2 separate regions of the Mus musculus genome follow, and region 2 is linked to region 1. The links are chromatin contacts, called in public Hi-C maps. All regions are on one chromosome and are shown on one strand. The core of a region is the stretch at or near the end of the contact, and the rest is flanking DNA. Distances in the headings are between cores, read along the strand shown. Region 1 has its middle 27 kb from the start of Gm41934. Region 2 has its middle 48 kb from the start of Gm33388.

What was found. A called contact is a pair of places that touch in the nucleus more often than the background predicts.
Region 2: a contact with region 1 is called in a Hi-C map of muscle stem cells, with 2.5 times the contacts expected there. The contact joins two enhancer-like sites. A contact is called at or near these places in 7 of 484 Hi-C or Micro-C datasets (embryonic stem cells, liver, mammary gland and 1 more), 6 of 115 datasets of contacts at active chromatin or transcription factors (embryonic stem cells, liver and neural progenitor cells) and 1 of 9 other capture datasets (embryonic stem cells).

Annotation. Positions count from the first base shown.
Region 1 is chr1:119,150,742-119,156,028 of GRCm38.p6, forward strand. No RefSeq gene overlaps it. Among named protein-coding and RNA genes, the nearest start is that of Gm41934, 27 kb to the left of the region's middle. Within about 2 kb of position 2,155, at least 27 of the 459 cell types and tissues checked have an H3K27ac peak or open chromatin away from gene starts, as enhancers often do. A contact at or near this core is called in muscle stem cells, where this site is marked.
Region 2 is chr1:119,255,106-119,259,824 of GRCm38.p6, forward strand. No RefSeq gene overlaps it. Among named protein-coding and RNA genes, the nearest start is that of Gm33388, 48 kb to the right of the region's middle. Within about 2 kb of position 1,861, at least 30 of the 459 cell types and tissues checked have an H3K27ac peak or open chromatin away from gene starts, as enhancers often do. A contact at or near this core is called in muscle stem cells, where this site is marked.

The DNA.
Region 1 (5,287 bases), core at 905-3,404:
TAAATAAGACACTCTAGGTGGACCAAGAGGTCCAGGATGAGGTTGACTTTGTCACCTAAGTGAGAACATGGTCAGTTAATGGGGTGATCTCCAGAAGTGAACTCTTCCACTACTCAATGGACAGGACAGTCACAGGTGAAGAGGCAGAGAAAGACCCCGTGGGTCTAAGAAAGAACAACAGAAGGTCGGTAAGGGAGGTTCTAAGGGTTCTGGAGAAGCCAATGCTGGCAGTGAGTAGAGGTTGCACTTGACAGGGCTTGGGGCTGAGGTCAACATAGCCACCTTCATGTGTTCCTTGGGGTTCCCTTATATACCACATGATAAATCATCGTACATGGGTGGCAACCGACACCCCTAGGACTGAGCATGGAGGAGAAGAGCTGAGGGGTGAGCCAGTGAAATGCCTTTAGTAGTTAAATGTTGTGAAGCCTGATGGCCCGAGTTTGATCCCTGGACTCACTTGGTGGAGAGAACTGCCTCCTGCAATTGTTTTCTGAACTCCACATGTGCATGGAACACACACACACACACACACACACACACACACACACACACACACCTTGCAAAAAATATTAGCACTAAAGTCTTCAAATATCATGCAGAATGCTCTGGTATCCTATGCTGGCCTCTGAGATTGTATAGCCAAGGATGACCTTGAACCTCCTGCCTCCATCTCTGGAGTGCTGGGATTATATGGTATGCTCAACTTCTCCTGGCTTACGCAGTGCTGGGGATGGAACCCAGAGCTTTGTGCACATCAATCTAACAACTGAGGCACCACCCTGGTCCTTCTGTTATTGCTTCTTGACCTGGCCCAGCAGGACCCTTTTAGATCCTTTGCCCAGTTCCACCCCCACCCCAGGGGAATTCATGTGGCTGACTCTTTATGACTGTGCCTGCTTTGAGCCACAGGAAGAGTCTTTCATGATCCTCTTACTTACACATCATTGCTGGGCCAGAGGGTCCACTGGGTTGGTAATGTGCCATACAAGCACAAGGACCCTAGTTTGATTCCCCAGAAACCATGTAGAAAAGCCAGGGTGAAGCCGTTGGAGCTCAGTCAATCTAATGCCTGTCTTGCATGCTTGAGGCCTTGTCTTCAGTCCCCAGTGAGGCAGAAGGGGGTGTGGTGGTATGTCCCTGTAATCCCAGTGTCTGTGAGGTACAGGCAGAAGGATCAGAAGTTTAAGGTCGCCCTTCTTTACAGACAGAGTTCAAAGCTGGCCTGAGCTACATACCTTATCTGAATATCAACACCACCAGCACCAACACCAGCACCAGCACCAGCAGAACCAGCAAAAAGCCAGGTGTGTAGTAACTACCTATGCTTCCAGTCTTGGTCAATTCTTGGGACTAACTAGCCAGCCAGCCTAGCAGAATCCATGAGACACAAGCCAGTGCCAGACTCTGTCTCAAAAAACAAGGGTAGTGTCTAAGAAACAATACCAAGATTGGCCTTAAACTTCATCATGCTACACACTGGCACAAAACAGGGACATGTACACACACACACACACACACACACACCCCTCTTGTTTCATTTCTGTTAAACTGATAACATTCTCTGACAAGAGCAGCCTAGGGAAGAAAGGGTTTCTTTCAGCTCATGATTCCAGCTCAGTCCTTGACTGTGGGGAAGCCAGGACAGCAGGGATTAGAAGCAGTTGGTGGCAACCACAGTCAAGGGCAAAGAGAAACTGAACACATGCATGCTTGCACACCAACCATTTCCTCTGGGGGTTTTGTTTTGTTTTGTTTTTGTTTTTGTTTGAGCAGTTTGGGACTCAAGCCCAGGGAAAGGTGCCACCCATTTTTAGGTTGGGTCTTCCTACTTGAATTAACACAAGACAATCTCCCATAGACGTCACAGGCCAGCCTGATCTAGACAGTTCCTCCTTGGGACTCTCCCCAGGTGATTCTAGATTGACTATGAAACCTAGCCATCCCAGTTGACAATTAAAGCTAACTTTCACATTCTTCTTGTTACTCCCACACCCACTCCCCCACCCATATTACCTGAAATCACATTTTTCTTTGTGTTCCAGCCCTGGCAACGTTTCCTACATCAGTCCTCCTGTGTCCAAGGACAGGGTCACGGTCTCTTCTGCTGGGCAATCAATGTGCATGCACAGCAATGGCTCTCAACATACTTGTGGGATGACTGTGAGGGAGGAAGTGGGGGCGAAGGGGCGGGGGCGCAGGCATGGCTCCTGCATCAGTCCGTGTATGTCAGTGTGGGATGGGCTTTCCTAAGAAGGGGGCTGTTGATTGCCAAACACATTTCAGATGGCTAGAAGCCACAAAGGGGGGAAAACAAAGCTATAAAACCACTAGATGAAAAGACAGGAGAATATTTTCATGATCTTGGAGGACAGACAACATTCCTAAGCAGGACATGAAATCCAGAAGCTAGTGAGGAAAACCTCAACAGGCCCGATTACATAAAAATAAATGCTTCTGCATGGTCCAAAACACGATAAACAAAGTTAAAAGACCTGACCAGGGGAGAAATTTAAAACATGTGTAATGACCAACAGATTAATGTCGTAACGTATAATGAGGTCCCATGAGGCAAGAAGGAAAAGCGTACACAACCTGGCAGGGAAAAAAAGCCAAAAAAAGAAAAAGAAAAAGAAAAAGAAAAAAAAAAGAAAAAGAAAAAGAAAAAGAAAAAAAAAAGAAAAAGAAAAAGAAAAAGAAAAAGTAAAAGAAAAGATGGCTGTAATTCAGCTGGTCAAGCATGCAAGAAGCCCAGGGCTTCAGCCCCAGCCTAGTACAAACTGGGGGTGGGGTGCAGGCCTGAAATCCCAGCACTGAGGAGGGGGAGGCAGGACAGAAGACAGGAGCTCAAGGTCATTAGCTACATGGGGAGACTCAGTTTGGGATCTGTAAGCCACCATGGGAGGAAGAAAGGAAGATGGGGGAAGGAAGGGAAAGAAGAACAGAAGAAGAAAGAAAAGAACAGTGGGCAGGGAAAGGCTGGAGACATTTCTAGGAAGAATGGCGGTGAAGAACTAGCTGAGCCAACCCAGTATGCAGGTTGGGTAGCTCACGACGGCTTGTAGTAAGAGCGCTAGGGATCTGATGCCCCCTTCTGGAGTCCAAGGGTAACTGCACTCATGTGGATATACTCCCATATAATACATACCCATATAATACAAAGCAAATCTAAAACAGTCTAGGAAGCTCTGAATGGCTAAGCAGCTGCTGCCTCCCCACCTGCCAGGAATCAACCTGATGCAGGAAGACTGCAGGGTGAAAGGTGATGCTAAGTCAGATGCATCTGCCATGGTGTGGGGCTGTGGGACCACTTATGACAAGAGGGGATATGGTCCCTGTGCAGGGTATGAAAGTGGCTAGGGGCTCAGAGGCATTCAGAATGCTAACTCCTGGGGACGTGGAAGTGCCACTGTTAGGAGCCTATCCTTGAAAATGGGTTGATGTTCAATGCCCCACAGTCTATTCCCACAGAAAGCACAAAGCAAAGTGACCCAGCTTTGCAGGGAAGAAGGTTGTTGGTGACATCTACCTCTGTAGCTCTTGTCAGGACTCTACTCAATCATGGCGAAATTCATCCAACTCATTGTGTGCAAATCAAAGCAGGATTTGCAGTAGGATGACAGTGTAATTCCAGAAAACCAAAAAAAAATTTTTTTTAAACATTAATTCATTTATGTTGGGGCATAAATGGTGTGCAGTTGATGTCAGATGACAACTGGTAGGAATCAATATTCTCCTTCAACCATGTGGGTCCTGGGGATTGAACTCAGGGTGCCAGGCTTGGCTGCAAGCCCTTTAGTCCATTGTACACACACTACTATAGATAGTAGGGAGCTCTAGAAGGAACAGTACAGCATGACTTATAAATATCTGTTCTTTTATCATAAACTTATAACAGCTAGATGATGATGATGAAGATTGCAATCATGGCTTTGATTTTTGAAAAGGTCTTACATGTAGCTACAGTTGGCTTAGAACTTGACATGCTGGCGGTTCCTCAGAAAATTGGACATAGTACTACCGGAGGATCCCGCAATACCTCTCCTGGGCATATATCCAGAAGAAGCCCCAACTGGTAAGAAGGACACATGCTCCACTATGTTCATAGCAGCCTTATTTATAATAGCCAGAAACTGGAAAGAACCCAGATGCCCCTCAACAGAGGAATGGATACAGAAAATGTGGTACATCTACACAATGGAGTACTACTCAGCTATTAAAAAGAATGAATTTATGAAATTCCTAGCCAAATGGATGGACCTGGAGAGCATCATCCTGAGTGAGGTAACACATTCACAAAGGAACTCACACAATATGTACTCACTGATAAGTGGATATTAGCCCAAAACCTAGGATACCCAAGATATAAGATACAATTTCCTAATCACATGAAACTCAAGAAAAATGAAGACTGAAGTGTGGACACTATGCCCCTCCTTAGAAGTGGGAACAAAACACCCATGGAAGGAGTTACAGAAACAAAGTATGGAGCTGAGATGAAAGGATGGACCATGTAGAGACTGCCATATCCAGGGATCCACCCCATAATCAGCTTCCAAATGCTGACACCATTGCATACACTAGCAAGATTTTACTGAAAGGACCCAGATGTAGCTGTCTCTTGTGAGACTATGCCGGGGCCTAGCAAACACAGAAGTGGATGCTCACAGTCAGCTAATGGATGGATCACAGGGCTCCCAATGGAGGAGCTAGAGAAAGTACCCAAGGAGCTAAAGGGATCTTCAACCCTATAGGTGGAACAACATTATGAACTAACCAGTACCCCTGAGCTCTTGACTCTAGCTGCATATGTATCAAAAGATGGCCTAGTCGGCCATCACTGGAAAGAGAGGCCCATTGGACACGCAGACTTTGTGTGCCCCGGTACAGGGGAACGCCAGGGCCAAAGGGGGGGAGTGGGTGGGTAGGGGAGTGGGGGTGGGTGGGTAAGGGGGACTTTTGGTATAGCATTGGAAATGTAAATGAGCTAAATACCTAATAAAAAATGGAAAAAAAAAAAAAAAAAAGAACTTGACATGCAGACCAGGCTGGTCTCAAATTTACCACAGTCTTCTTGACTTTTTTGTCTCCTGAGTGCTGGGATTACAGGTGAGTACCAACACAACTCGCTGTTGTAATTTGTGTGTGTGTGTGTACATAGGTGGATGATGTATGTGTTTCTGAGTGACATGTGCACACATGTGTGTGCATATCTGTATATAACCTACAAGTGTGTAGAGGTCAGAGAATGATGTCTAGGCTTCACCTGTTGTGCCTCACCTTATTT
Region 2 (4,719 bases), core at 611-3,110, 100 kb after region 1:
GACAGCCTGGGGGATCTGTACACCCTTTAATGAAGCTTCCTAGTGACCCCCAGGACCCTCGGCGCTCATGGGGCCTATGAAGGTTCTCCCCCCCACCCTCGCCATGCAACACAAACTCTAGAGCCCGGCAAGCACATGGGGTTTTGTTTGGAATGTCCTGAGGGGTTTCCTCCTCCTTTCTTTCTTTCTTTCTTTCTTTCTTTCTTTCTTTCCCCCCTTTTCTGTCTTTTTCCCCCTCCGTGTGTGTGTGTGTGTGTGTGTGTGTGTGTGTGTGTGTGTGTTTTAATAAAACGGGTGATAAAGAGTCCTGCCAGGAACCATTGTCTTCCCAAGTCTAAAGTGTTCGAAATTAATTTATCCGCCTAGGATGGTGTATAAATTTCTCATTACGAGTGTCAGTGATGAACAAGAAACCATTCCAAGAAATGTCTCGGGCCCTTGCCAAGCCCCGGGCCCTGGGTCCCTCGCAGAGCCAGTGCCCGCGACAATGGGCTTCACACAGTCAGGAGTGTTAACTATGCATGCTTTCGCGTTGCCCGGGCTCAGCCAAATGTCCTGTGAGAACGACACGTCCACACCCGGTTTTATTATTCTACACAGATGCTGGCTCGTTGTGTGTCTCCAGCTTTCAGAGCACAATGCGGGGTGTTGCGGGGGGAAGTTGTGGTTGTGGTGGGTTTGTGCTGTTTACTATACTCTTCTCCCTTACTCCTAATTTGGGTGACCACACCCACTTCCATGCCACAAAAGGTTGACTTGAGGGGACAATCCTGGGAGAGCCCTGGAAGAGTGTGTTCGGGTGGGGGAGGAGTTACACGAATCAGTGAATTGAGTCTCTTTGAGGTGTGTGCTGGGCTATGGGGGTGGGAGGACAGGGAATGAAACCAAGAGAGAAAGGAGAAGGGGAGGGGGAGGTTAAGTCTTGGAATGGGAGGGATGGGAGGATGACATCTGAAGCTCTCCTCTCTGAATCCTACTCTCAGCTCCACCTCCGTGGTTGTCCCCAGGAGCCTAGACATTGGAGAAAGGAGCCTCCTGGGACTTCTTGCCATGTGTCTACCTCCAATTCCTACACACAACCTGCAACCTAACACCGGAGAAACTGAATGGGTGGCAAGCTGGGATGGGCCAACAGGCTGGTCTTTCCTCCTTCCCCAACAGTTGGTGGCAGTCTCTCACTCCACAAAGCGCGCCACCCAGTGGCTCCAGGGTGAGGCTCTGCACCTTTCTGCCTGCTCAGGTCGGCTCTGTCTTTGCCCTAAGCATCATGCCTGAAGCCCAGAACAGGTCTCTTGCCTAACACACAAGGTCTCCAGGAGCTTTGCTAGTGTCCACAGATCCTGGCCAATCAGTAGAGGATAGTTTTATCAAAGCCACTGAAATGTGGATAAATCTGAGACTCTGAGGGGAAGGCAAGAAAGCTAGCCAAGGAGCCAGGGAACCCCATTTGAGTCTTACCTTTGTCAGCATTCTTGTGTCACCTAGACCCATTGTGAATACAAAGTTCTGAGTCTGGGGTCCCTCGCAACCCCAAGTGATGGTCTTTAGGATGAGACTGGTGTCCATAGGCACTGACAGCAGGGAGGCTGGGGTGACTTCAAGGGGCTGGATATCAAGGCCAGCCACCAGAAGGAGCCTATGTGTAATTCAGCCTGCAACATTTCTAAGCCCTGAAAGAGCACATAGAGGCCGCTTCCTCAGGGGTCTTAGCCAGAGGGCTGGGCATGCTCAGACCAACAGGCCACTTTGCAGAAGCACCAGGCTTGGCAGGCAAGCGCATTGCCTGGTCTCTATGCCTGGCCATTGAGGGCAGGGCCTCTGCAGTGTGGCTGATTGGGATGCCTGGCAAGTCACCGGCCCCGGGCGGTGGGCCAGCCTGCAGCCCTGCGGAGGTGGCCTCATTAAAGGACTCATGGTCCAGTGGGCAGGGCATCAGACTGGACATCTGGAGGTTTGGGGCCGGGTCCAGCTTGCTGCTGCTTTGCTGGGTGACCTTAAGCAGCTTACTCGGCCTCTCAGTGCTCCACCTGCTGCCTGCCTTCTCCCTGTCTGGCAAGGCTTCCTGGAGGGGAAGTTACTGGAGCAGTTCAGGGAAGCCTAGATGCTGCAGGGCCTCACTCTCAGTCATTCCTGTCGTGCCAGGGGTGGGCAGGGTCATCAGGAGCCTTCCTGCTGAAAGTATCTTAAGAGCTTCCCAGACACAATTGCCTAGGTCTGCAACAAAGTGACATAAGGACCCTCAAAGGTGACTGTGGCCTCATCTAACAGGGAAGGCTGTGAGGATATATCCATGAAATTCTTTTACTCCAGAGGGGGAATTGATCCAGGATCCAGCATCATGAAGGTGCTGGGCTGGAGATCTAAGCATCTGGCCTCCAGAATCTTCTATTTCTCTGCTAGGCTATCCCCTCCAGCCTCCCTCTCCAGATCAAGTGAATTTGGGTGTCCATGTAGAATTCTGCCAATCCCCACAATGAGGAATGGGGGAGACAGTGGATAAGAGCACTTGCTGTGTGTAAGCATGAACCCTGGAGTTTTGGTTCCTAGCACCCATGTAGAACCTGGGTGTGGCTACATGTGCCCGTAACCCCTGTACTGGAGTTGGGGGTGATGAGGTAGAAGGTTGGCCAGTGCTTGCTGATAGCCAGACTTGTCAAAAGTTAAATGAAACAAAAATTAAAACAAGCAAGCAAATAAACAAACAAACAAAAAACCCTGTGAGTTCCAGGTTAACTAAAGAACCTTGTATCAAGTGAATAACAGAGAATGCTAGGGCAAACACAGGATGTTCTCCTCTTGCCTTTACAATGGACATGGGCGTGTGTGTGTGTGTGTGTGTGTGTGTGTGTGTGTGTGTGTGTGTGTATGCAATTAAAGCCCTATGATGGTGGTATCTTTGGTGACTTTCTCTCTTAGAAAGAATCAGGCACCTCCTCTGGTACCTGGACTCCTCTCTGCAGCCAGCGCAGAGAGCCTTCTGTTTACCACGCACTGAACTTTATGTACCAACAGCTGATCTTAAGAATGCCTGCATTTACACGGAATCCCAGGCCTGCCTATGTTGAGCCTGCTGCCTGCAAGGCCCCCGCACCTTGTCTTCAGGGTGGATTGATCACTCTTTGTACCTGTAGCTATGCATCCTCCCTGCATGGTTCCTGCTGTGAACATAGCCTGGCTCCCTCCTCTTTGGCCCTGAAGCATCCACCTATCAGAGCACCACAGATCATGCCTACACTCCAGCATAGCTGGATTCCAGGACAGACCCAGTAGATGCTCTGTAGAAGAGCACTGAGAAAATGCCCAAGAGGTCAAGAGAAGCACTTTGGCCCCTCTGGTTTCTGTAATCCCCTTGAACTAGGTCCATCGATTCTCCCAGGCTTCTCCTATTTCCCTGAGGCTTTCTGTGATGGTTAATTCTGTCCACTTGATGGGATCTAGAAACATCCGCAAGATAAGACCCTAAGCCTGTCTGCAATCAAGTTTCTAGGTTGAGGTGGAAGACTCACCCTACTGCAGGCAGCCATCCCTTGGTTGAGAGCCCTAAACTGCATAAAAGGAGAAAGTGAGCCAAACCCCAGAATCCATCTAGCACCACTGCCTGGCTGTGGGTGCTGTGTGAGCAGCTGCCTCGAGCCCCCGTGACCGTGCTTTCCCACCATTACAGACTATTTCCTCAATCGGAACCAGACCAAAGCCCTCCGCTCTTCTGTTGCTTTTAGAAGGCATTTTGTCACAGTAATGAGAAAAGAAGCTAATGCAACATCACACCCTGGTATTGCAGGTCTAGTCTGGGCCCATCAACCTTAAGATCCTGTCTCTTATGTGTGTGATTCAGATACTTGTTCATGTGTGTGCACATACACATGGAGGCCAGAGGTCAATGCCAAGTGTCTTCTTAGCTGCTCTCCACTCTGTCTATCATCTATCTATCTATCTATCTATCTATCTATCTATTCTATCTATCTATTTTGAGGCAGAGTCTCTCTCACTGAGCCTGGAGCTTACTGGCTGGTTGAGGCTGGCTGGCCAGCAGGCTTCAGGGATATGGAGTTCTCTTCTCCTCCAGTGCTAGGATTATAGACATGTGCTACCATTCCTCACGCCTGGCTGGAATCTGAACTCAGGTTCTCGTGCTTTCATGGCAAGATGGTTATGGACTAAGCCATCTCACCAGTGCTCGCTCCTCTTCTCTACTGAGTACCAAGACAATAGCAGTTACGATTATAACTGTAATATTTCCTGCTTCCTGTAACCTTACATTATTTTTTTAGGATCACAATACATTTATTTCTGCAAACAACCTTATGGCTCACACATAGCTAAGGAAACCAAGGCTCAGAGAGATTAAGTGGCTTGCCTGGGGTCACACAACTGGTAGAAGTGGAGCTGGGAGCCAAGTCCAGAGCTGTAAAGCACGAAGCTCAAGCTCCCACCCCCAACAACATCTGCTCTCTCCTCCAAAGCCTGCCAAGGCCGCTCGCAGGCATGGCATCGGCACAGTTGCGAAAGGCCAAGAAAGGATTTCCTGGACGACTCTTTTCCCTTGGCAGTGGTATTTTAAGCAGTCTTCACAGCCTACCCTAAAGTAGGCTCAAGGGTGGGATTTCAGACACCCGGATTATGTAATGTCAACCACTTACAGACATACCTATAGCCAAACGCCCACAGTGGACGTGCCCAGTTAATCTTTTCCATACTTCACTGTGGCTAAATGCCCAC